7 separate regions of the Mus musculus genome follow, and regions 1, 2, 3, 5, 6 and 7 are each linked to region 4. The links are chromatin contacts, called in public ChIA-PET, HiCAR-type, HiChIP or PLAC-seq and promoter capture Hi-C maps. All regions are on one chromosome and are shown on one strand. Each heading gives the region's core, a stretch centred on a gene start, on an enhancer-like site or on the middle of the called end of the contact. The rest is flanking DNA. Distances are from core to core; before and after follow the strand shown.

Region 1 (2,784 bases), core at 71-2,570, 560 kb before region 4:
TCCCTCCATCCAGCCTGACTCTGTTTGTCTAGTCTGTGTTTTCCCTGGATTTCTGTCTTCACGTCTGTTTCTCTGATCTTTTTTCTTAATTTATGTGCTTGCATAAGTCAGTTCTCTCCTCCTTTTAAGTCCTGAAGGCTGAACACATGTAGAGCAAGCACTTTTCCCACCTTTCCTGGAGTCTAGGTCTCTCCCTCCCCCAGGACTCTCCTGGCAGTACACCCCGCCCCCTAGTGGCCTCGGAGGGAACCATAGACTCACGGATCTATGGACCTTGTAACCGGCCTGTGCGTAAACTTGTGTGTAGAGGGAGTCAGGCAGGGTGAGCACTCGTCCCTCAATCATACTCCAACCCTTATTTTTTATTCGTGCAGTTAAAAAAGGGCACAGATAAAAATAATTAGATTAACCACCCAAAAACACTGCAGCAGGTGAGTTGAGGCCAGCGGCGACGTCTTACCCAGCCACCTTTTTTGATAACTGTTATTTAAAATTCTGTGTTGTGTGTGTGCGCGCGCGCGCCTACCACGGAGTCCCTAGGTTCAGAGACAGCCTGAGGGAGGCATTTCACTCTAGCCACCTTGTGAACTTACGGGGATCGAACTCATGAAGTCAGATTTGACGTCAATCGCCCGCAACCTCTGAGCCATCTCACCAGCCCAGCTGCTCTTATTTTGCACAGGAAACGCTCCTCTCTATGCCATGGATCTCAGAGGCGCTACATTAAGGCTTCAGGTTCGGGAGTGTCGACTTTGGGCTACTTTTTGACCTTTGACCCCTCCCCCAAGGCCGTTAAGAGCAAGCCTGGGCTGGATCTCTTTAGGGATCCACGAGCCTCTCTCTCCACCCTCCCCCATGCCTCCAGTCGCGGCCGTTCCCCGGAGGACGTTGACGCGCGTGAACTCTAACCGGAGGCCCGAAACTCCGAGGTCACCACAGCCAGCCCAGAGGTTTCGCTGGCCCGTCGCGCTTGCTGACGGGCGTCTGCGACAGCCACTGGCAAATAAAGTCCCGCCCCCACACACCAGGGCCAACCACTGAGGGGCGGGGCTTGAAGCCACAGCCCACGGCCGCTCCCTTACAGTCGCTTGCTTACTCCCATTGACGGGCGTCTCAGACAACCAATGAGAATTTAGATCACGCCTTCTCAGATGGAACCCGAACTGTCCAATGTCAGCTCGGGCGCCCACCTAGATCCAAATAGCCCAATCCTCGTTGGCGATTGAGGCGGGTCCGAAAGGTGGGGCCTAAAGCTACAGCCAACTGCCGCGCACGTCGGCTCCGCGAGGGGGCGTGTCCACCGTTGCGACGTGCGACGACGGCGCGGCGCAGGGCGGTAAACAAGATGGCGGCGGCGTGTCGGTCTAGGAAAGGGGAGGCGGCTCACGGCGTCCGCGAGTGAGGCGCGAGTCGCCGAGGGCGGCGCCGGCGTGGAGTTGTCTCTCGCGGGCAGCATCTTTCTGCCTGGAGTTCGATTCCCCCCTCGCCGCTCCGGCCTCCTGCCTGTCGCGCGGCGGCTAGGCGGCGAGGGGGACGCGCCGCCTGGGGTGGTTTTTTTCCCCCCTCGGTCCCCGGAAGATTTCCTGTCCGGATTTCGTGTCCGCGACTTGCGGGTGTCCCGGTGTCCCGCGTCCGGGTGGAGTCTGCGCCCCGAGAAGTCGTAGAACTAAGGGGCCGCGCGCGGCTTCGGCGCGGGCCGGACATGGACGGCGCGGACCGGCCTCGACGCGGCCGCCTGGGCCCCTGAGCGCGGGGCCCAAGTGGCGAACATGACCTAGCGGCCCGCGCGCCGCGACGGCGGACCGTCGCCTCCGTCGGAAGCAGCGTCCCCGGGGACCCGAATTGGGGGGACGCGAGGGTTGGGGGGGCTCATTGCTTTTTTTTTTTTCATTCTTATTTTCATTTTTTTTCTCCCTGAGCACCTAGAAGAAAAGGGGAAAATCAAAAGTGAAGAATTGGCGCCCAGGAAGCGGACGTGGACCCGGTTGTGGGGACCGGGAGAGTTGTGGAGGTCGTTCCTGTTTTTCCCCGTTCCTTTTTTCCCCTTCTTGGAACATTTGGAAGAAGCGGGTGGGGGGGGGGGAATTCGAACTTGAAAAGAATTGGCGCTCCCGAAGGGGACGAGGACAAAGAGTGGGCCAGGATGGACGTGGCGGACCCCGAGCCGTTGGGCCTTTTCTCCGAGGGCGAGCTGATGTCGGTGGGCATGGACACCTTCATCCACCGCATCGACTCCACCGAGGTAATCTACCAGCCGCGCCGCAAACGCGCCAAGCTCATCGGCAAGTACCTGATGGGGGACCTGCTCGGGGAGGGCTCGTACGGCAAGGTGAAGGAGGTGCTGGACTCCGAGACCTTATGCCGCAGGGCGGTCAAGATCCTCAAGAAGAAAAAGCTGCGCAGGATCCCCAATGGAGAGGCCAACGTCAAGAAGTAGGTGCCAAGGGCCTGGGGCCGACGCGGGCGCTGCCTTGAGCTCCTTGGGCAGCCCTTCCTCCTACTTTCTGGCTCTTCTCTTTCCTCTAACCGTTTTCTCTTCTCATTTCCTTCCTCCTTTTTCATCTCTTTCCTTTTACTGCCTTATCTACCCCATCTATCCCTGAGCGTCACCTCGTGGGGTCTGTATGTTAGGGCAGCCTGCAGGACTGTCCTAGCAGGAGGTCGTGCAGCCAACTGCGCCTCCAGCCCCCCTCTTTGGGCCAGGTCCTGGCGCAAGTCGCGCCTGGCTTCTTTGGCGGGCGTTGCCAGGCGGGTGGCTAGTTTGTTTACGCAGCTAGAGGGAAC
Region 2 (2,843 bases), core at 170-2,669, 640 kb before region 4:
TGGAGGGCTGAGAGCTGGTTCTGGGGCTTATGGGATGAAAACGACACCAGCAAAAGGGAGGCTTCCCAGGGGAGACAGGGACAAAAGCAGGCAGCTGCCACAATCTTACAGGCAGCGTTAGGCCAGAGTGGGACATGCATTCACTGGCACCTGAGCCAGGGCCTGGAGGAGACCACTCCTGCCAGCCCAAGGGCCTCACCTGGGAAGAACACAAACATCTGGTCTGTGGGGTCATCGTTGTGGGCCACCAGCACCGTGAGGTCTGTGCGCCTTGGCCGTCCTTCGCTGGGCTTGTCCCCAAACTGCGCCTTGAATTCCTCAAGTGTCTGGTCCAGTTCATCCTGGGTCACCAGGTAGCCACGGTCATGACACAGCTGCAGAGACAAGAGGCAAAGAGGCAGTCAGCCTGAGCACTTAGCTCGCAGACCTGACCCTGAATGGCCGAGGCTGGGGACTAACACTGAACTGATCCAGCAGTACCCAAACTCTGTATAGGCTCAGACCACAGCGGCCCGGCCAAGCCTCTCCTCCCCCCAACCTCAGTGGAGCAGGCTGGGATTAATCCCCTGGCAACTGTAGGCAACCTTCTGAATACAGGCACCTTCCTGTCCCCAGTCTTGAGTGTTCCTGATGAGGGAGACTAGAGCATCATCCAGGATCAGGGCTGAGGAACAGGCATGAGGTGGCCCTGGGCTCCACCAACACAGCATAAGTCAAAACTATGCATACCTCTTTATCTAATAATGGTGTCTCATGTGTTCAACTCAAAACAACCAAGAATTTTTTCTTTTATTCCCTTTTTCTTTTTCAAGACAGGGTTTCTCTGCGTGACTTTGTCTATTCTGGAAATCACTATGTAGATGAGGCTGACTTCTAATTTAAAGAGATTCGCTTGCTTCTGCCTCCAGAGTGCTGGGATTAAAGGCGTGTACCATCATACCGGCTTGTTCTGTTTTTAAAAATACTGTTTTTTCATCCTATGTGTGTCTGGAGTCCCCAGAGATCAGGACAGGGCGTCAGATCCCCTGGAACTGGGGTTACAGATGGTTGATAGCTTTCGTGTGGGCGGCTACCTAGCTCGCATAAAACCAAGTGTGACCACGCAGCAGCCCCCTCTCCCGAAACGGAGCCCACCCAGGCCTTTTCCCCTGAGGCAGAGTTAGGAGGTGGAAGCAGTAGGATTTCTAAGAGTTGAAGCCAGCGTGGGTGGGCTCCACACTTTAAACGGGGATGCATTCCAATCCAGGAGGATTGGCCCCTGCGGGAGGCGGGCCTCGGCGGACAACCCGCAGTTAGTCCGCAACTGAACGCTCGCTCGCATAAAGCTCCTCACGCTTGATCACCTGCATGATCGTCTTGCGGATCTTCCACAGCCGGTAGGTCTCCTCCTCGTCGTCCATGCTGTCGCGCTTCCCAAACAACTGTGCACGCGCGCTCGTGGAGCTGCCAGCACGGAGCCTGCGCCGGACGCACAAAATGCCCCCCGCCCCCCGGCAGTGCGCCTGCGCCAAGGGCTGGGAAGGCCCCCGCCCAGGTTCGTGCTGTCTAAGGTGAACGCCGGAATAAACCTACTTTCCACGACAGGCTGCGCGTTGGGCAGCCCCAGCCTTCACCGGGGCGGTGTCGCGCGTCGGGAAGATCTCGCGATACTTGACCTGATAACAGTTTTATTTCCCTCCCTTAGGCGTCTCCCGGGCTGTAGTCCACGCCTTTAATCCCCGTCCTCGGCAAGCAGATCTGTGAGTTCGAGGCCAGCCTGCTCTATAGCCAGGTCTACAGAGAAAACCCTGTCTCGAAAGAAAGCAAGAGACCAGTGATGAACAGCCAGGTTCATGTGCCTCAATTTCCCTTTTTATACAAGTTTTTATTAGTGTATCTGCACTTTACATGAGAAATCGGATGCAAGCACCCACATGAGGTGGCCCCCAGCCATTTGTAACTCCAGCTCCAGAGAGTCTGATGCCTCTGGCCTCCAAGGGCCACACTTACAGGTCTATACCCACATGCAGACACACAGATAAACATAGTTAAACGACTAAAAATCTAAAATGAAAACAATCGATGTGCGGGCATACACACAATGAACAAACAAGTGTGTATATGGTGGGCTAACTCGTGAAAAGTTTGAGAAGGTGGTGAGAAAATGAATCCTAGGGAAAGGGATTCCAGGGCTAAACCCTTCCAACTATACAATGGGAGTTCACAGGAACGCCCCTTTCTCCTTTTCTTTCTTTCTTATTTGTTTATTTATTTATTTATTTATTTATTACATGAAAGTACACTGTAGCTGTCTTCAGACACTCCAGAAGAGGGAGTCAGATCTCATTATGGGTGGTTATGAGCCACCATGTGGTTGCTGGGATTTGAACTTCGGACCTTCAGAAAAGCAGTCGGGTGCTCTTACCCACTGAGCCATCTCACCAGCCCTCTCCTTTTCTTTGGGGGAGTGTGCTGACTTGAAATTTGGTATAGAGACCAGGTCTCAACAGCGCAGAGAATGGCCTGCCTCTGCCTCTCAGTGTTGGGATTAAAGGCGTGTGCCACCAAGACTGGCAAGGTCTGTCCTTGGAAGTCCAGATGCCTCCATTCTGTCCTGATGTGCGTCTGACAGCTCATCTACAGATCATCACCAGTTCCTGCCTGAGAACTTAGGCTGATCCCAACTGGGAAAGACAAGTTTTTGCCAAGTACACTGAGCCCACCATCTACCCTGTAGACCAAGGGGCTTAGGCTGCTACAGTTGGCCAAAGAAGCCATGAGTGTGCAAAGGAAGGGGACATGGGCAAAGACGTTTCTTGGAGAAGAGAGCATTGCCTGGGCCTGGGAGTGGTGGCCGATGCATT
Region 3 (2,715 bases), core at 137-2,636, 640 kb after region 4:
TCCCCCCAATCCTGTTTTTATTGTTGAATCCATTCTGTAAACTACAAACCTCGTGTGTCTTACTCATCAGGACTTGGGATCCCTCGTCCTCAGCCTATGTGGTCTGGTGTTTGACAATCCAAGCACAGTGTCCTCTTGGCACCAACCAGAGGGGCCTGTCCCTCCAGCGCAGCCGGCAAATGTATGCAGTCCAGGTCCCCGCCCCACCTGTCACAGCCCCTCTTTTTGAGATCTGTAATAAATCTCTAATAAGAAACAGCTCCTCTCCGGTGACTTATGCGTGCGTGCGATGGGAGAGCAGGCGAAGGGTGGGCACCACGTGTTTTGTCTCCCCCGCTCTAAACCCTCCCTGGATCCCACATGATGAATCCCAATTCGCAGATGACTTCCTTTCTCCAAGCCTAAACTTCCCTATCCATAGATTAGCCACAAGTTGAGCGCAGTACGCAAGCTGGCGGGCGTAGTAGTACTCAGACTCGTCCTGGAGTCAGCCAGAGACTGTCTGTTCATGTCCTGTTGTTTTATTAGCTCGGAACCGGTTGCTACAAGGCTACCCTAGAAACCGAGGACTCCCGCGAGCGCTTGGGTCTCCGGGTTTCAATTTTTAGAAGTACACCGGGCCCTGCAGGTTTAAGTTCCGCCCACTCTAGCCACGCCCCTTTGACGTCCTTTTCCAAGCCCAGCAAGACCCCTAAGCGCAGTTTCTGGGTTCATTGGCCCCGCCCTCAGATCCAATGTGTCCATCTCGCCCCCAAGGTCCCGCCCACCGCCGCTCTACTTCCTCCCACTCCTCAGTCGGCCACTCTCGACTACATATCCTGCCCGTACCCATTCACAGTTCGTAGTTACAGATGTCAATCTTGCCTCAATCAGCCCCTCTTCCACCCTCTCAAATCCTGATATGCACTCCTCCGCCCATTGGTCTACGCCTGTCAATCTAGTTTACCAGACCCCGCCCACCCCGGCTCCCGTAACCGCCATTCTTGCGTTCCTTCTCAGGCCACGCCCAGCGCAGGTCCCCGGCCGGGTCTCCCGATCTACAGTTGTCGATCTCCGTAAGCCCCGCCTAACCCAGCCCTATTCTTTCCCCATAAGCTCCTCTACTAGGCTCCGCCCCTAGGGCACTGCCCATGCAAGTGCAGGCTCCGCCCACTAGGCGCCTCTTCCGCCCTGGAACAACCGCCTCGTAGCTCCGCCTCCCTAAGCACGCTACTCGCCGGTCACCTAGGGCGCGAGGGAGGGCCCACCTAGGTCAGTCTCCTTCACTGCATGAATGGAGCGTCAATCCGCTAGTTCTAACGGCGTCCCGTTAGGAATCTACTATGTGTTCCCAGCTTGAGAACTCCGGAGAAATCTCGGGTTATGTTGTCCCTGGAGTCCCGGTTAGAGGGAGTAAGTCATTCCCTGTGATCAGGCGCACTTTGGACAGTCCTTAGAGCGCCGCGCCAAAGGAAAGCCCCCGGCGCCAAGCTTCCTGGTTGTTTACGCGCGCGCATGCGCGGCGCGGGCCGCCAAATGGGTCGGGACTCTCGCTCGCGCTCACGGTCTGTGGGTCGCAGGGGTCGGAAGCAGCGGAGTCGAAGCCGGGGCCGGAGCCGCAGCCGGAGTCGGAGTCGGAGTCGGAGTCGGAGTCGGAGCCGGAGCCGGAGCCGGAGCCATGGGCGGAGCAGCCGAAGGCGACGGGAACACGAGCGGCGGCGCGAACGCAAGCGGCGCAGCCGAGGGCGCAGGTGAGCGTCCTGGGGGCTGCTCGGGCCTGGGAGCCGAGGGACAGGCGGGGCAGTATCCGAGATGCCGGGCTGCGCCGGGGCAAAGGAGACTTCCGGGGACCGCGGGCCATGAGCATAGGGGACCGAATGACTCCACTCGCCACCTCTGCATTCATAGACATTGTCTTGTCCCGGGCTGGCCTCCTGCGTCAGCCTCTGGAATGCTCGGGATTACAAGCCATTGCCTCACAGTTAAGGTTTTTTGCATTTCCTCATAGTTAATTCTGCTCAGTTGACAGCCCTTCTTCTCAACTGGCAGTACTTCTAACAAGTTGACCAAAGCCTAATCAGGACACCGTTCATACAGCACTGGAGATACAAGCCCGAACAGCCACATCTATCTTTTACTGTGGGTACTGGGGATTCGAACTCATGTCCTCAAAATACTACCTGGTGGTATTCCTCTTTCGTGGTTCCTGGGCTGTCAGAGAGTCCATCTATTGGGCCTCTCGTCTGTCATTTCTCATCCCTTCTACCTGTCATCTCAGCAGGACTTGACGGCACTGTACACACCAGTAACCCCAACACTTAGGAGACAGATAAGAACCAGCCTGGCTGTAGAGGGAGTTCCCACCTGATAGCATTGTAGATGTCATATTTAAAATAAAACAAGCACTCAGAAAGCAGAGACAGGAGGGTCTCTGAGTTCCAGGACAGCCAGGGCTACACAGAGAAGCCAGCCCTGTCTCGAAAAAAATCAAAAATTAAAAGAAAATAAAAACTACATAAAAAAGAACTACTCCCTCACTTTTAACCTTCATTTCTCTTGCTGTATTGTCTGTTATGGCCCTGGGACTTGTGTAGCTCTACTATGAAGGACAGCCTAGCTCATGTGGGGAGCAATGTGATTTACAGGCCGGTGAGGCTAGAATTCTAGGCAAGTACCTCAGCACCTAGGATGGTGCCCAGCAGCAGCCAGCATTGAACAGGTCTTGATGTGTCCTTC
Region 4 (2,950 bases), core at 324-2,823:
CTCTGCCTAGCACCCTGCCCACCTTCACCACCCCCAGATATACTCATCTAAGGTAAGACTCAATCAGCCACCATTAATAACACTACAGAAACTTCCTGTTCTGATAAGAAATAACACTTTGGGCCTGGGGTGTCTTGAGGGAAGGTCTCCACAGGCCACCACCAAGTGTGGAGGTTGCAGTGGGGCAAAGCATACCCATGTGCCAAAGGGTTTCCCCAACAAGGCTTCATCCCCTCTGATCCCAACCAACCGCACAGGCCAGCTTGAGACTACAGTGGACAGATACAGGGTTTCCCTGGAACTATATACACAGAAGTAGGGGAGACGGGGCTGAGAGACTGCAAGGAACATCCAGCCACTGACCACAAGCCAACCTAGGGGAGCTCACAAAAGAGAGAGCTAGGACCTGCTGACGTGCTTTCATCCAGAACAAGGCCAACCTGGGGGACACAGAAAGTGTGGGATCACATACAGAAAGTGGGTGGGGAGCACAAGACTGAGATCAGGCTGATGGCGAGGGACATAGAGCCACCAATCAGTGGTGGGAGTGGGTCCTGAAAGAAAGAGCTACTAGGCAGCCGGGGACAGGTTGTAGCCTGCAACAAGCACACACTGCAGGAAACAAATGTAAAGTCCATCAGAGACCACATACAGAGGTAGGAAAGCCCGGGCTGAGAAACTGCTAGGGACACAGCCACAGATCACAGGGGAGCCTGGGGCAGTTCATGAAGAGTTAGTAGGCAGCTAGAAGCAAGGCTGCAGCTTACTGACTCTCCCAACCAGCACAAGACAGGCCTGGAAGTTGCAAGGAACAGAAACACTCGATTTGCCTAGGATCACACACAGAAACAGACGACTGTGATCGGGCTAACTGCAAGGGACACAGAGCCACCAATCACAAGCCTGGGGGTGGGGGTTGAGGGTCCTAGAAGAGAGAGCTACTAGGAGGATGGGGACAGGGCTGCGGCCTGCTGACCCCCACCACCTCCAGCACAAAAGTCCAATGCAAGCACCCCTCCCAAGCCCTGCACCAGCCTCCCGAGTAGGCTCTGCTTATCCGTCGCACCCGTCACTGCAATGGGACCCCCGGACAGGACCCCTCACCTTGAACGAACGGTGGAAGCCCTGAAGTTCGGCTGTTCTCTTCTGCACCATCTTCAGTCCGGGCCCCACCAGCGGGGGAGGGGACGCGGGGCCCGGGGGGCGGCTTGGGAGGCGACCCTGCGGGCGGAGGAGACAAAGGACCGAGGCTGAGAGAGGCGCTCGGCCGGGCGGAGGCGGCCGGGGCTCGGCGGAGCTCCCGCGCCTGACTCGGGCTTCCTTCCTCCCTCGGAGAATGTCGCCCTTGGCGCCGCGCTCACCGGGGTCGGACACCGGCCGGGGTCGCAGCGCCGTCACCTCACCTAGCACAGCCCGGACCCCGCTCCGAGGACTGCGCGGGGAACAGCGCCGCCACAGCCACCGCTGCTGCTGCCGCCGCCGCCGCCGCCGCCGTCGCCGCCGCCGCCGCCGCCACCGCCGCCACCACCGCCACCACGGACCCCTCCACTGGGCCGCTGCCGCCGAGAGGAGCCGCGCGCGCGGCCGGCGCGGCCACCTTTATAGGCGCGGTCCCGAAGTTACCCCGCCCCTCCGCACCAGTCTCCGCCTTTCTCAGGGAACAGAGGAGGCGGAGCTTCCAGGAGCGTCGAAGGCCGCAGCGAGAAGAGCACGCCGGGGAATGCAGAATACGGCTGCGCGCTCCCGTTTAAGGGGCGGAGCTTAGCGGGGAGCGGAGTGGAGCTGCGCAGCGACCGTGTTGGCGACTCCAAACACGGCTGCGCACTTCGAGCTGGCAGGGGGAAGGGGAGATTCCGAGGGAAGTGGGGCGCGAAGCTTCAAGCGCGCCTGCGCACTCCCACGGTGGGGGCGGAGCGTGAAAAGATACTCGACTGCAGCCGCGTGACCTGGCTGGGGGGTGGGAGAGGACTGTGTGGAGAGGCTGGTGACCAGCCTCCGGAGTCGCCTGCGCCTGCGCAGAAGGGTACTGAAGGCTTCAGTTTGGGCCGTGAGGCCGCCTTCTCCTGTGTCACAGTTGGCCCGCTGGCTTGCGCGCTGCAGGTTCTGCTCCCTGTCCTTGAGCCGGGTGCCGCGTTCAGCTGCCGAAGGAGGGCAAGCCAGCCCTAATTTTACTGAATACTGATGCCCTTGTCCTGTGCTCCAGCTCTGCAATCCGTGATGAACCCTTCTTGAACCTCTTGGGTCCTTTGCAGCCCTCGGTGGGGATAGCTGGGACAAGAAGGGGCTAGGATCCCCGATTCAGGTTCGGATACAGTCAGACCGCGTTGTGCCTGCTGCCTCGGCTGCTTCCGTGCACAAAGAGGTTGTTTTCCCTCTTCAGGGTAGTTTGTCTACAAGTTTTTACCACCACCCTCTACTGAGGCTGGAGCCTCATGAACCTCAAGCAGCTCTTTGTGTGTTTGTGTGCACTCACACAGGTCCTCGTCCGTGTGAGTGTGTGTGCCTTATGCATACAGGTGCCTGGAAAGTCAGAAGAGAGGTGAAATTACACGATGCCTGATGTGGGTGCTGGGCTGTACCCTGGGTTCTCTGTAAGAGTAACAGTTTGGCTTAACTTATGAGTCATCTGTCTGACTCCCGAGCCTCATTGTCGTCATTAGTGATTGCATTGGCAGAAATGTTTGTCTCTAATTCAGATTGTCATGCCTGTACAAGGTTCATTACCTGGACAGATTTGGGCAGGGGATAGAACTTCAGCTCAAGGCAGTCAGGGATCAATTCCTGGCAGACTCAAACAAGGGTCTCTACTCAGCTGTTAAAGGAGTTTGCCACCAATTATAGCCTGAGCCCATTCCTGGGACACATGTAAGAGAAATAGCTTCTACCTGTGGCTAGCTGTAGCATGTGTGTGTGTGTCCACGGGGGCCAGCATGTCTCTGTAGTTTGGGGC
Region 5 (3,049 bases), core at 344-2,843, 530 kb before region 4:
TCTCTTGGAAGAACAGTGCTCGTTGCTGATCTCTGAACTATCTCTCCAGCACCCTAGGTTTAGTTTTTAGAAGACTTGTCTGGTAAGGCACAGTGGCCATGGGGGTAGGAAGAGGACACTCACCACCGGACAAGCATGATCTTTCTAGCGTTGAGTTCTTACTTCATGGAGCATTTGAGTAGATATGGGATCCTGGGACGGGTATGGGTGTGTGTGTGTGTGTGTGTGTGTGTGTGTGTGTGTGTGTGTGTGTGCGCGCGCGCGTGTGTATCTGTTTAAGAGCTGGAGTAGGGAAGGGAATGGGGTTTCTAGCTGCCCACTGCCCAGGGAAACTGTCCAGATTATAGAGACTGGGAACTAGGTGTCTCTCATAGAGATTGATTAAGGCCAGGACTGCTGGCTTTTGAGCAGGTCTGCGTGCCAGAGTCTCTAGTTAGTAGAATAAGTTTGTAGTCTAGCTTGTAGTCTTGCATCTGCCAGGCTCTGGTTCAAGGGTGACCACGACCCTCTAGCTGCCAGCTGCTCCTCTAAGATCCAACAAAGCTAATGGCTTTCCTTCTGTTTGCCCCATCAAGCCTATGCCTGCATTTTCTGTGAACCTACGTGGTGGGGCATGGGGACCAAGAGCTGAGCGGAGGCCGGAACCTGCGTGAGTGCGGGGGCAGGGTGATGACGTCATGACCGAGAGCGAGGCTGCGCGGACAAGACTGGCGTCAGTGGGGCCCCTTGGCCGCCTGCGCACGGGCTCCTGCGTCAGTGGCACGCAGGGGCGGAGGCCCGCAGGGAGGGGACTGCGGAGAAGAGCGAGTACATCTCCAGGTTTCGCGCGCCCTCTGCCGCCATCCGGTGCACTTCTTTCCTGGCACGACCTCTCCCCAGCACGCACCGCAGCGGGCATCATGAAATTTAATTATTTATTTAGCAGCTTCTCATGATGTAGTCCTGGTTGGTCTCAAACTCATGGAGCCCCGCTTGAGTCTTCCTCCGGGGAGTTGGGATTAACTGCGCCTGGCATATGCATATATATATATGTGTGTGTGTGTGTGTGTGTGTGTGTGTGTGTGTGTGTGTTTCGAGATAGGATTTTTCTGTATAATCCTGGCTGTTGGCTGTCCTGGAACTCACTCTGTAGACCAGGCTGGTCTCAAACTCAGAAAGCCGCCTGCCTCTGCCTCCCAAGTGCTGGGAATAAAGGCACGCGCCACCACTGCCCATCTATATTTGATGCACTTTTGGAAATAGGTTGTTCCGAGTGCGGGGATTGCAAGAGTGTGTCACCGCACTCTACATTTTAATTCTTCTGTTCCAACACGTTACAGGTTTGCTTCTTCTGGGCCTCGAATGCTTGGCACCTGATATCAAGCCCATATCATTTCCGCGCAAACATTCCCCTCCTGAGGGAATATGTTCGTTTGCAGAAAGAACCGCATCCCAAGAACCCAGAGTCGTTTGCTGTTAGAAGGCGAAGAAAACTACAATTCCCAGAATGACCCACCCGGCATAGGAGGATCCCACTTCTAGGCATCACTGCAAGGGGTGGGGCCAAGGGAAAGTATACCTCCCAGAATGCTCAGCGCGTACTGCATCGCGCAGCCTTCGGAGAATCCTGTGCGCGTGCGTTCTTGTGGGAACTGCGCCTCCCAGAAGGCACCGCGCGTCGTCCTTCTCCCTCCCTGAAGGCCGCCTCGCTTGCCCAGTGTGTCGGCCGCCCGCGAAGCTAGAGTCCACTGACTTTTCCGCCACCATGTTGCCCGCCTCACTGCTTCGTCACCCGGGCCTGCGCCGCCTGATGCTTCAGGCGCGTACATACGCCGAGGCCGCCGCTGCACCTGCCCCCGCCGCCGGGCCCGGACAGATGTCCTTCACCTTTGCCTCCCCGACGCAGGTACGAACTCACATCCCCCAGACTCGTCAAGCCCCTGATCTGACCCGTGGAAGAGGTTCTCTTGTATTAGGTCATTTGTTTCATCCCCATGGGGCCCTGTGAACCTCCCCCCACCCCAGACCTCACCCCTGGATGGGGTCACCTGGACCCAGGGCTCGACCTCAGTGTTCACTGAAACTTCATGCTCCACCCCTAAGGGCGTCACCTGGACATAAGACTCCACCCTCTGGGAGGTGGATCACCTATATCTGGAACCCAGATTTTGCCTTCACAAACCCTTCTGTTTTGGGGTGTTCTAGGCTCTACACCTTGGTGGTGGTCACTCAGGCCCTGTCCTTGGGTGTTGTACCCGAGATTGATATGAACCCCAGGCTCTACTCAAGGCTTAGGTGGTGTCACTTGGAGCTAGGATGAACAATGGAGCACAGAGCAATGCCTTTGGGTTTTACATGGCTCACAGTTTCTACCCGTGGGGGATTCCCCAAGTCCCCAAGCTGTTGCCCAGATAGGGGTCACCAGTACCCAGACCTGGAGCTCTTGGAAATTGCCTGGACCCAGATCCTGAAGGAGATTTGGACTCAGAACAGAAGCCTGGCCACTGTTGGGGTCACCTGGGATTGACCGAAGCTCCTCATCCTGTTGGGTTTGCCTGGACCAAATATCCTTTTTTTTTTTTTTCTTTAAAGATTTACTTATTTATTGTATGTAAGTAAACTGTTTGTTTTCAGACAAACCAGAAGAGGGCATCAGTTCTCATTATGGGTGGTTGTGAGCCACCATGTGGTTGCTGAGATTTGAACTCAGGACCTTCGGAAGTGCTCTTACCCACTGAGCCATCTCTCCAGCCCTGGACCTAATATCCTTAATTGGATAGACCTTAGCCAAGGTTTTACCAACTTACAGCCATGCTATTTGTAAGCCTGGGTTGGTTTTACACTTTTGACTACCTCATAGCAACTTCCTGAGTGGTTGTGAGACAGCCTTTGGGTTTCTCAGAAACCCCATACCAGGGGCTGGATCAGCACGCTGCACTACACTGCATTGCCCTCTGTTTCAGTCACCTCTTCTAGACACTCTTTTAGACATAGACATTTCACAGGTGAGCAAGCTGAGTCTAATGTCAGCTCTTGGTAGTGTCTGTGTCCCATCAGAATTCCATCCTCT
Region 6 (3,049 bases), core at 470-2,969, 660 kb before region 4:
GGCTGGCCACACACTGACTCTAAGGGTCCCACCGGACCAGCCTGAGCCGGCGATAGCCTTCATCAGGATCACATTCCCTGGGGCTGAACTCCGGGAGGTGCACGGCAGCCGTCTGCGCTTCCAACTGCCACCGGGGGGCAGATGCACCCTGACACGAGTGTTCAGGGAGCTGGCTGCCCAGGGCAGGGCCCACGGTGTGGAGGACTTCTCTGTGAGCCAGACCACTCTGGAGGAGGTGACTTCGGGCACCATCAAAGGGTTTGAAGGGAAGAGCTGAGGTGCCTCAGGACCCTGGGCTGACATCTACCCCCACCCCATGCATTTCTGCCCCCTCCATGTCTCTGCCCTGCCAGGTGTTCCTATATTTCTCCAAAGACCAAGGGGAAGAGGAAGAGAGCAGTCGGCAGGAGGCTGAAGAAGAGGAGGTTTCCAAACCTGGCCGGCAGCATCCCAAACGTGTCAGCCGATTCCTGGAAGACCCCAGCTCTGTGGAGACCATGATCTGAGCATGCCTGCCTTGGGACTGAGTGGCAAAGCTCAGACAGAGGATCTCTGTACCATACGCTGGCTCCCAGAAAGCCTTGGGCTCTGGGGGAAATAAAAAGAAACTAGAATGAGAATGAGGCCACGGCTGAGTTTGTGTTTTAGGAGTCTTAGCTCTGTACAGTCCCATACACTATCACATGTACAGTATGCGCGTGTGTCCTGCTGTGAATTGCCTGCAACACGGACACTTCCCAGGTGTCCAGTCACACGTATCCTGACCTGCATGTACCTATGTGGGTCTGACACCCAAGGGCGGGACTTGTGAGTGTTTCTGACCGTGAAGTAGAGATGAGGTCAGGCTTGTGGAATGTTCCAGACGGTATAGAGGACCCTGGTACTTTCCTGGCCTGACCGGACCAGAAGCCCACCCCAGAGCCAGCCAGTCTTCATCCTGAGACAACCTCCCAAGCCCACCCCCAGCCATCCAACTATGAGTGGGAGGCACGGGACCCTTAAGGGGCTCCTCGGCTGGGTTTGTGGCTGGACCAGAGCTTGGAGAGCGGGCCTAGGTACTGCAGGCTGCGGCCTTTCTGGGCTGTGTCCCCGAGAGCCACCCAGTGTGCCTGAGGTCAGTGGAGTTTGGGATGGTTAAGGGACATGGTGTCTAAATTATTAAATAGTACCTCTGGGGATCCTGAGACCTGAAGCTCAGAGCTGGGATATAGAGGGCAGAGTGGGAGTGGGAGCTAAGTGGAGGCCAGCAGGGCAGTGGAGCTCCTGGGTTGCTGGATGGAAGCCACCCAGGCATGGCACCTTCAGGTCCTATGGTCCCCAGAAGACTGTAAGGCTGGTGATTATAGGGAATGGGGGGTCACCTGTGCATGGTGAGGGACTCAGGGGGTGTCTGTTTGATCTGTGTGTGAACCTGTTGCTCAGCCTCCTCTCTGGTCTTTCATATCAGTATACACATGACACTGCCTTTCTTGACTGTATGTTATGTCCCAAGCAAGAGTCAGCTAATGCCTGGATCGGGTGGCCACACAGGACACAGGCTGCAAGTGGAAGGTGGCCTGCTGTGGGGAACCTGTGTCAGAGTCAGTGTGCAGAGTCCTATAAGAGCTGACACTTGGGACAGTCACACTGGGGGCGGATCTGAGGTGTCACCTCCCTCCCTCTGCTGGGGAGCCTTTTCCTGTGTAGGAGACTTATGCGCCAATGAGAGCCAAGCCAGTCACGTGTGGCTCTGACAGCTGGGGAGGGGGTGGCCCTGAGCAATGTGGTCCAGAGACAGCCTGCACCAGGAGTTGCAGGACTGAGACCACCCCCAGACTCCCACCCTGCCGTTGCCCGCCTGTCCTCACCTAGGGCCACTGGGGCTGACTCCACCATGTTCTCTCGGAAGAAGCGAGAACTTATGAAAACTCCCTCTATTTCCAAAAAGAACCGCGCGGGGAGCCCCAACCCGCAGTCCTCCTCAGGGGTGAGTGGGGCACAGAGCGGGTGGGGACCCAGGATGACACCCACAGCCTGTGGTCACTGATGGGCATAGCATGCAACTACAACACCATGCTGGGTCCACGCTGGGGGAACCGGGCCAGCTATAGTCCACACCAGGCAGAATGGCCGGCGACAAGGAGTGGCCTGAACCTAGGAGGCCGCATTACGGTAGGTAGGGATGGCCTTGGGTGGCAACCAAGTCACCCATCTTGATGAGGGATGTCCCCGTCGTGTGCCAATGACGGTTGTGGGTAGTGGGTAGAACTGGTATTGGAGTCTAGTGACTACACTGTAATATGGGGTCTGGGCAATTTTAGGGTTCTGAAAGCCAATGGGGAACTGGTGTTGAACTGGGGTGCAGGTGTACAGAGCAGATTGGGGGGGTCTCCAAGTTTCTCCAGGACCTGCTGCTGCCTGCTGAGCTTTTGAGAATTTGTGAGGTTTAGGGGTACCTCTACTAGGTCTGGGGGTGTCCTGAGACACAGGAGCCTGATGATCTTTTCAGGTCACAGAAGTTATCCATGTTTTTAGAAAGTGGACACCCGTAGAGGTATCTGGGGTGGCTACAGGGTTAGAGACTCACAAGAGTCCTCCCCACCCCCACCAGGAAGTGGGGTGCCCCCTCCCTCCTGTGCCCCACAGGCCCCGCCTCTGGCTGTGGTTTGGGTAGGGACGGTTGTTTGTGAAAGCTATAGACAGGAGGATGTTGGGTAACAGGTGGGGGGGGGGGAGCTTAAAATTCTCTGCCCACTGACCTCTGACCCCTGTGAGGACTTTCTGGGGAAACTGAGGCAGTGTCTGGGATGGGGGATCCCCTTGACTCCTCTTCCCTATGCATACCTAGGAGCTGCCCAGGAAGGATTGGACAGAAGCTCCCGGCCTGGAGCCACCAGCCACATCCCTGTCCACGGTAGCCAAGGGCACAGGGACACTCAAAAGACCCACCAGCCTGAGCCGCCATGCCAGTGCAGCAGGCTTCCCGCTCTCGGGCACTGCCACCTGGACCCTGGGCCGTGGGTACCGAAGCCCCCTTTCTGCGGCCAGTCCGGCAGAGTTACCCACTGAG
Region 7 (2,700 bases), core at 140-2,639, 590 kb after region 4:
AGCATATTCCCGGATAGAGAATCCTCCAGGTCTTCTGAGGACCGGGAGCGCCCGGGGATGCCAGCGGGCCCACACCCGGGAAGCCCGGAGGAGATGGGCGGCCGCCATGACGCTGGCCGGCCGCTCGCACGTGCAGACTTCCGTGTTACGTCAGCCCTCCAGATCGGCTTTGGAGGTGTTGGAGGCGCCGCGGCCTTCTGGGAAATGTAGTCTTTAAAAAAAAATTTGCCCGACTAACGACTAATTTTAACTTCTGTAGCTATCGACCGTTCAAAGAATATTTCATTAAATTCTTGCCCCCAGTTCAAATGGTGATGGCACACCTTTAATCCCAGTACTCTGGAGATACAGGTAGGAGGATCTCTGAATTCAAGGTTAACCTTGGCTACTGCTTGAGTTCCAGGACAACCAAGGCTACACAAAGAAACCCTGCCTCAGACGATGATGACGACAACAACAACAAGTATTTAGATCTTTATTTACTTTAAATGTCACAGCAAAATCATGCTTATATCCCTTGTGGAATTTTTGAAAGCTTAAAAGTTAGGACAGTCAGTTGTGATGTGGAGGTGGAGGCAAGAGAATCAGGAGTTTGGGTCGATCTGTCCTACACAGCAAGTTTGAGGTCAGCCTTGGCTATATGAGATCTTGGCTTAAACATATGGGTAGCTGAGAATGATGGGAGTGATGAACCCCAGCTTAATCCCCACACTTGGGAGGCAGAGGTAGGTAGATGCCTGTGAGTTCCTGGCCAGCCTACTCTACATAGTGATACGTATGTGTTCTATTCACTAATAGAAAAAAGTGGGGTTTGGTGATTGGGGCTTCGTAGCAGAAATGGAGGCTGGATGCACACAGGAAGCTGAGGCAGGAGGATCAGGAGTTTGAAGCCAGCCTAGGCTACATGAGACTCTCAAGAATAAATAGACTAGTACTAGAATCTTCTAGACTCATTGCTAACAAACCTAACCAGGTGAACTCTTTTTAGATCACACAGTTAAGTTTAGGAATTATCATTGTCCCTAATCTATATGTAGGACCGTGATGCAAATTCCAGTGTCAACTCAAGTCTAGATTGTACCGTTATAGATCCTTACTGGGATACAAAGTGGAAGTCCGTCCTCAATAACTTCCATTCCCACTTTTCCTTTGCACTCCAAATTTTCAAGTCATGGCTCTCTTTACCATCCCTGGTTTCTGCCCATGTCCTACCTCAGCCGTTACACTCTGAAGTGATGCAGAACCCGATTTTAGAAAAGAAAAGCCAGTTTGAGCCTCGCCTCCGTTCTTGTAGTCTCGGGATTCGAACCTGAGCTCTACTATCTATACTGCAACACTGGCGAGTCCCCGGAAGGAGAGAGAGCGGACTCGAGGACTACATTTCCCAGCAGGCCGTTTGAGAGTGTGTATGCGCAATAGTCCTGGATGGTGCAGTGACCGATGATCCGGTTCCAAAGCTGGGATCCCAGAGAGCTGCTGACTCTTCTGGAAGGACGGGCGGACCGTCCGGACAATCCTGCCCGGGCCGGAGACACAGGTACTGCGGGCCGTGCGGGACTGGACAGGCTCCCGTGGGTGACCCAAGGGCAGTGTCTGAGTTCTGAGACTGAAATCTGAGTTCTGGGGACGGAGCCTGAGTTTCAAGGGTCAGAGCCTGAGTTCTAGGGGCTAGAGGCTGAGTTCTCAGGACCAGTGCCTGAATTCTGGGGCAACAGCCTGAGTTCCACGACCTAAAGCCTGAGTTTTGGGGCTGGAGCCTGAGTTCTAGGGTCCGGAGCCTGGGTTTTTGAGACCAGAGCCTGAGTTCTAGAGACAGAAGCCTGAGTTCCCGGGGGCAGTGCTTGAGTTCCCAGGGGCAATGCCTGAGTTCCATAGCCGCAGCCTCAGTTCTAGTGTCTGTTGCTTGAGTTCTGAGGTCTGGAGCCTGAGATCTGGGGCAGGCACCTGAGTTCTTTGCTGGCTTCTGTGTAAAATGGGGTCCTTTCCTCCTGGGCAGGCCCCATGGGGATGGAATCTGTCACCTGTAGGACCATGGCTTGCCTACGAGATCCACACTCAGAGCCCTCATCTTCCAGCTTGGTGACAATGCCGGCCTGAACCTGGGTCTCAGACATGGAGTTCCTGCCAGGACCCCAGCATCCCCCAGGGCCCCCAACCATGGACTTGGAGGAGCCCAAAGGCCCCGAGGTGCCCTCTGAGAACCACCCCTCTAACACCCAGTCGGCCTTAGGGCCTGGAGGCCCTGTCACCCTGAGTGAGATGGAGCTGGACACATCCAGTGTGCAGGAGCTGGTTCAGCAGCTAGAAGCTCTACCCAGCGACCTGGGTGGCCCATTCCCAGATGGAGCCCCCTGTCCCCTGCACATTGCTACCGGCCAAGGACTTGCCACCCAGGAGAACCCAGATGCTGGTGGGCTCTTGTCGGCCGAGGCAGGCGGGGACGACCTTCTGGGTCTGCTGAGGGATGAGGCCTCTTCGCCTGCCCAATCTGTCCCCCAAGATCCTGCACAGACTGCACCCCGCCTTCTGCAGCCGCCAGAGGACCCTGATGGGGACCCGGGATGGATGGAAGGGGCATCAGCAGAGCCAGCAGACAGCAGGAGCTCCAGCAGTTCCCCGGAGCCCTGGCTGGAGACAGCACCCCTGGTGACACAGCAGGAACCACCTGTGGGTACCCAGGTAATAGTGCTCGCCTCTCTG

The links. Promoter capture Hi-C pulls out the DNA fragments that hold promoters and counts their contacts. ChIA-PET counts read pairs in DNA pulled down with a chosen protein or histone mark. HiCAR-type assays count read pairs that join an accessible place to other places. HiChIP or PLAC-seq counts read pairs in DNA pulled down with a chosen protein or histone mark. Capture Hi-C pulls out chosen DNA fragments and counts their contacts.
Region 1: a contact with region 4 is called in an HNF4G HiChIP or PLAC-seq map of pancreatic cancer cells. The contact joins the promoter of Stk11 here to the promoter of Mknk2 in region 4. A contact is called at or near these places in 1 of 39 promoter capture datasets (hematopoietic stem and progenitor cells), 1 of 484 Hi-C or Micro-C datasets (myocytes) and 1 of 115 datasets of contacts at active chromatin or transcription factors (pancreatic cancer cells).
Region 2: a FOXA1 HiChIP or PLAC-seq map of pancreatic cancer cells shows a contact between it and region 4. The contact joins the promoter of Polr2e here to the promoter of Mknk2 in region 4. A contact is called at or near these places in 2 of 39 promoter capture datasets (the SN4741 cell line and pre-B cells) and 2 of 115 datasets of contacts at active chromatin or transcription factors (pancreatic cancer cells and thymic regulatory T cells).
Region 3: a promoter capture Hi-C map of pre-B cells shows a contact between it and region 4, with 2.8 times the contacts expected there. The contact joins the promoter of Cactin here to the promoter of Mknk2 in region 4. A contact is called at or near these places in 5 of 39 promoter capture datasets (the C10 cell line, cranial neural crest, liver and 1 more) and 3 of 115 datasets of contacts at active chromatin or transcription factors (memory CD8 T cells, pancreatic cancer cells and thymic regulatory T cells).
Region 5: a promoter capture Hi-C map of adipose tissue shows a contact between it and region 4, with 2.6 times the contacts expected there. The contact joins the promoter of Atp5d here to the promoter of Mknk2 in region 4. A contact is called at or near these places in 8 of 39 promoter capture datasets (the C10 cell line, the HPC-7 cell line, the SN4741 cell line and 4 more), 7 of 484 Hi-C or Micro-C datasets (CD4 T cells, CD8 T cells, the G1E-ER4 cell line and 4 more), 3 of 115 datasets of contacts at active chromatin or transcription factors (Th17 cells, pancreatic cancer cells and thymic regulatory T cells) and 3 of 9 other capture datasets (adipose tissue, liver and pancreatic islet).
Region 6: a contact with region 4 is called in a HiCAR-type map of Th17 cells, with 3 times the contacts expected there. The contact joins the promoter of Arhgap45 here to the promoter of Mknk2 in region 4. A contact is called at or near these places in 1 of 39 promoter capture datasets (the SN4741 cell line), 3 of 115 datasets of contacts at active chromatin or transcription factors (Th17 cells, double positive thymocytes and pancreatic cancer cells) and 1 of 9 other capture datasets (adipose tissue).
Region 7: a contact with region 4 is called in an RNA polymerase II ChIA-PET map of memory CD8 T cells, with 7 read pairs. The contact joins the promoter of Apba3 here to the promoter of Mknk2 in region 4. A contact is called at or near these places in 1 of 115 datasets of contacts at active chromatin or transcription factors (memory CD8 T cells) and 2 of 9 other capture datasets (adipose tissue and liver).

What each region holds. Positions count from the first base shown.
Region 1 is chr10:80,114,475-80,117,258 of GRCm38.p6, forward strand. It overlaps Stk11 (serine/threonine kinase 11), which reads left to right and starts at 1,321. Exons shown (of 10, transcript NM_011492.5): 1 at 1,321-2,433. The coding sequence starts at 2,144.
Region 2 is chr10:80,038,240-80,041,082 of GRCm38.p6, forward strand. It overlaps Polr2e (polymerase (RNA) II (DNA directed) polypeptide E), which reads right to left and starts at 1,420. Exons shown (of 7, transcript NM_025554.2): 1 at 1,344-1,420; 2 at 200-374. The coding sequence starts at 1,400.
Region 3 is chr10:81,319,717-81,322,431 of GRCm38.p6, forward strand. It overlaps Cactin (cactin, spliceosome C complex subunit), which reads left to right and starts at 1,387. Exons shown (of 9, transcript NM_027381.2): 1 at 1,387-1,730. The coding sequence starts at 1,495. It overlaps Pip5k1c (phosphatidylinositol-4-phosphate 5-kinase, type 1 gamma), which reads left to right. Exons shown (of 18, transcript NM_008844.3): 18 at 1-258.
Region 4 is chr10:80,674,720-80,677,669 of GRCm38.p6, forward strand. It overlaps Mknk2 (MAP kinase-interacting serine/threonine kinase 2), which reads right to left and starts at 1,574. Exons shown (of 14, transcript NM_021462.4): 1 at 1,362-1,574; 2 at 1,105-1,221. The coding sequence starts at 1,155.
Region 5 is chr10:80,140,722-80,143,770 of GRCm38.p6, forward strand. It overlaps Atp5d (ATP synthase, H+ transporting, mitochondrial F1 complex, delta subunit), which reads left to right and starts at 1,594. Exons shown (of 4, transcript NM_025313.2): 1 at 1,594-1,885. The coding sequence starts at 1,745.
Region 6 is chr10:80,014,953-80,018,001 of GRCm38.p6, forward strand. It overlaps Arhgap45 (Rho GTPase activating protein 45), which reads left to right and starts at 1,720. Exons shown (of 23, transcript NM_001142701.1): 1 at 1,720-1,966; 2 at 2,828-3,049. The coding sequence starts at 1,874. It overlaps Abca7 (ATP-binding cassette, sub-family A (ABC1), member 7), which reads left to right. Exons shown (of 47, transcript NM_001347081.2): 46 at 1-235; 47 at 354-620. The coding sequence ends at 506.
Region 7 is chr10:81,266,783-81,269,482 of GRCm38.p6, forward strand. Apba3 (amyloid beta (A4) precursor protein-binding, family A, member 3) reads left to right here and starts at 1,390. Exons shown (of 11, transcript NM_018758.2): 1 at 1,390-1,537; 2 at 1,997-2,679. The coding sequence starts at 2,113. Mrpl54 (mitochondrial ribosomal protein L54) reads right to left here and starts at 144. Exons shown (of 3, transcript NM_025317.2): 1 at 1-144. The coding sequence starts at 108.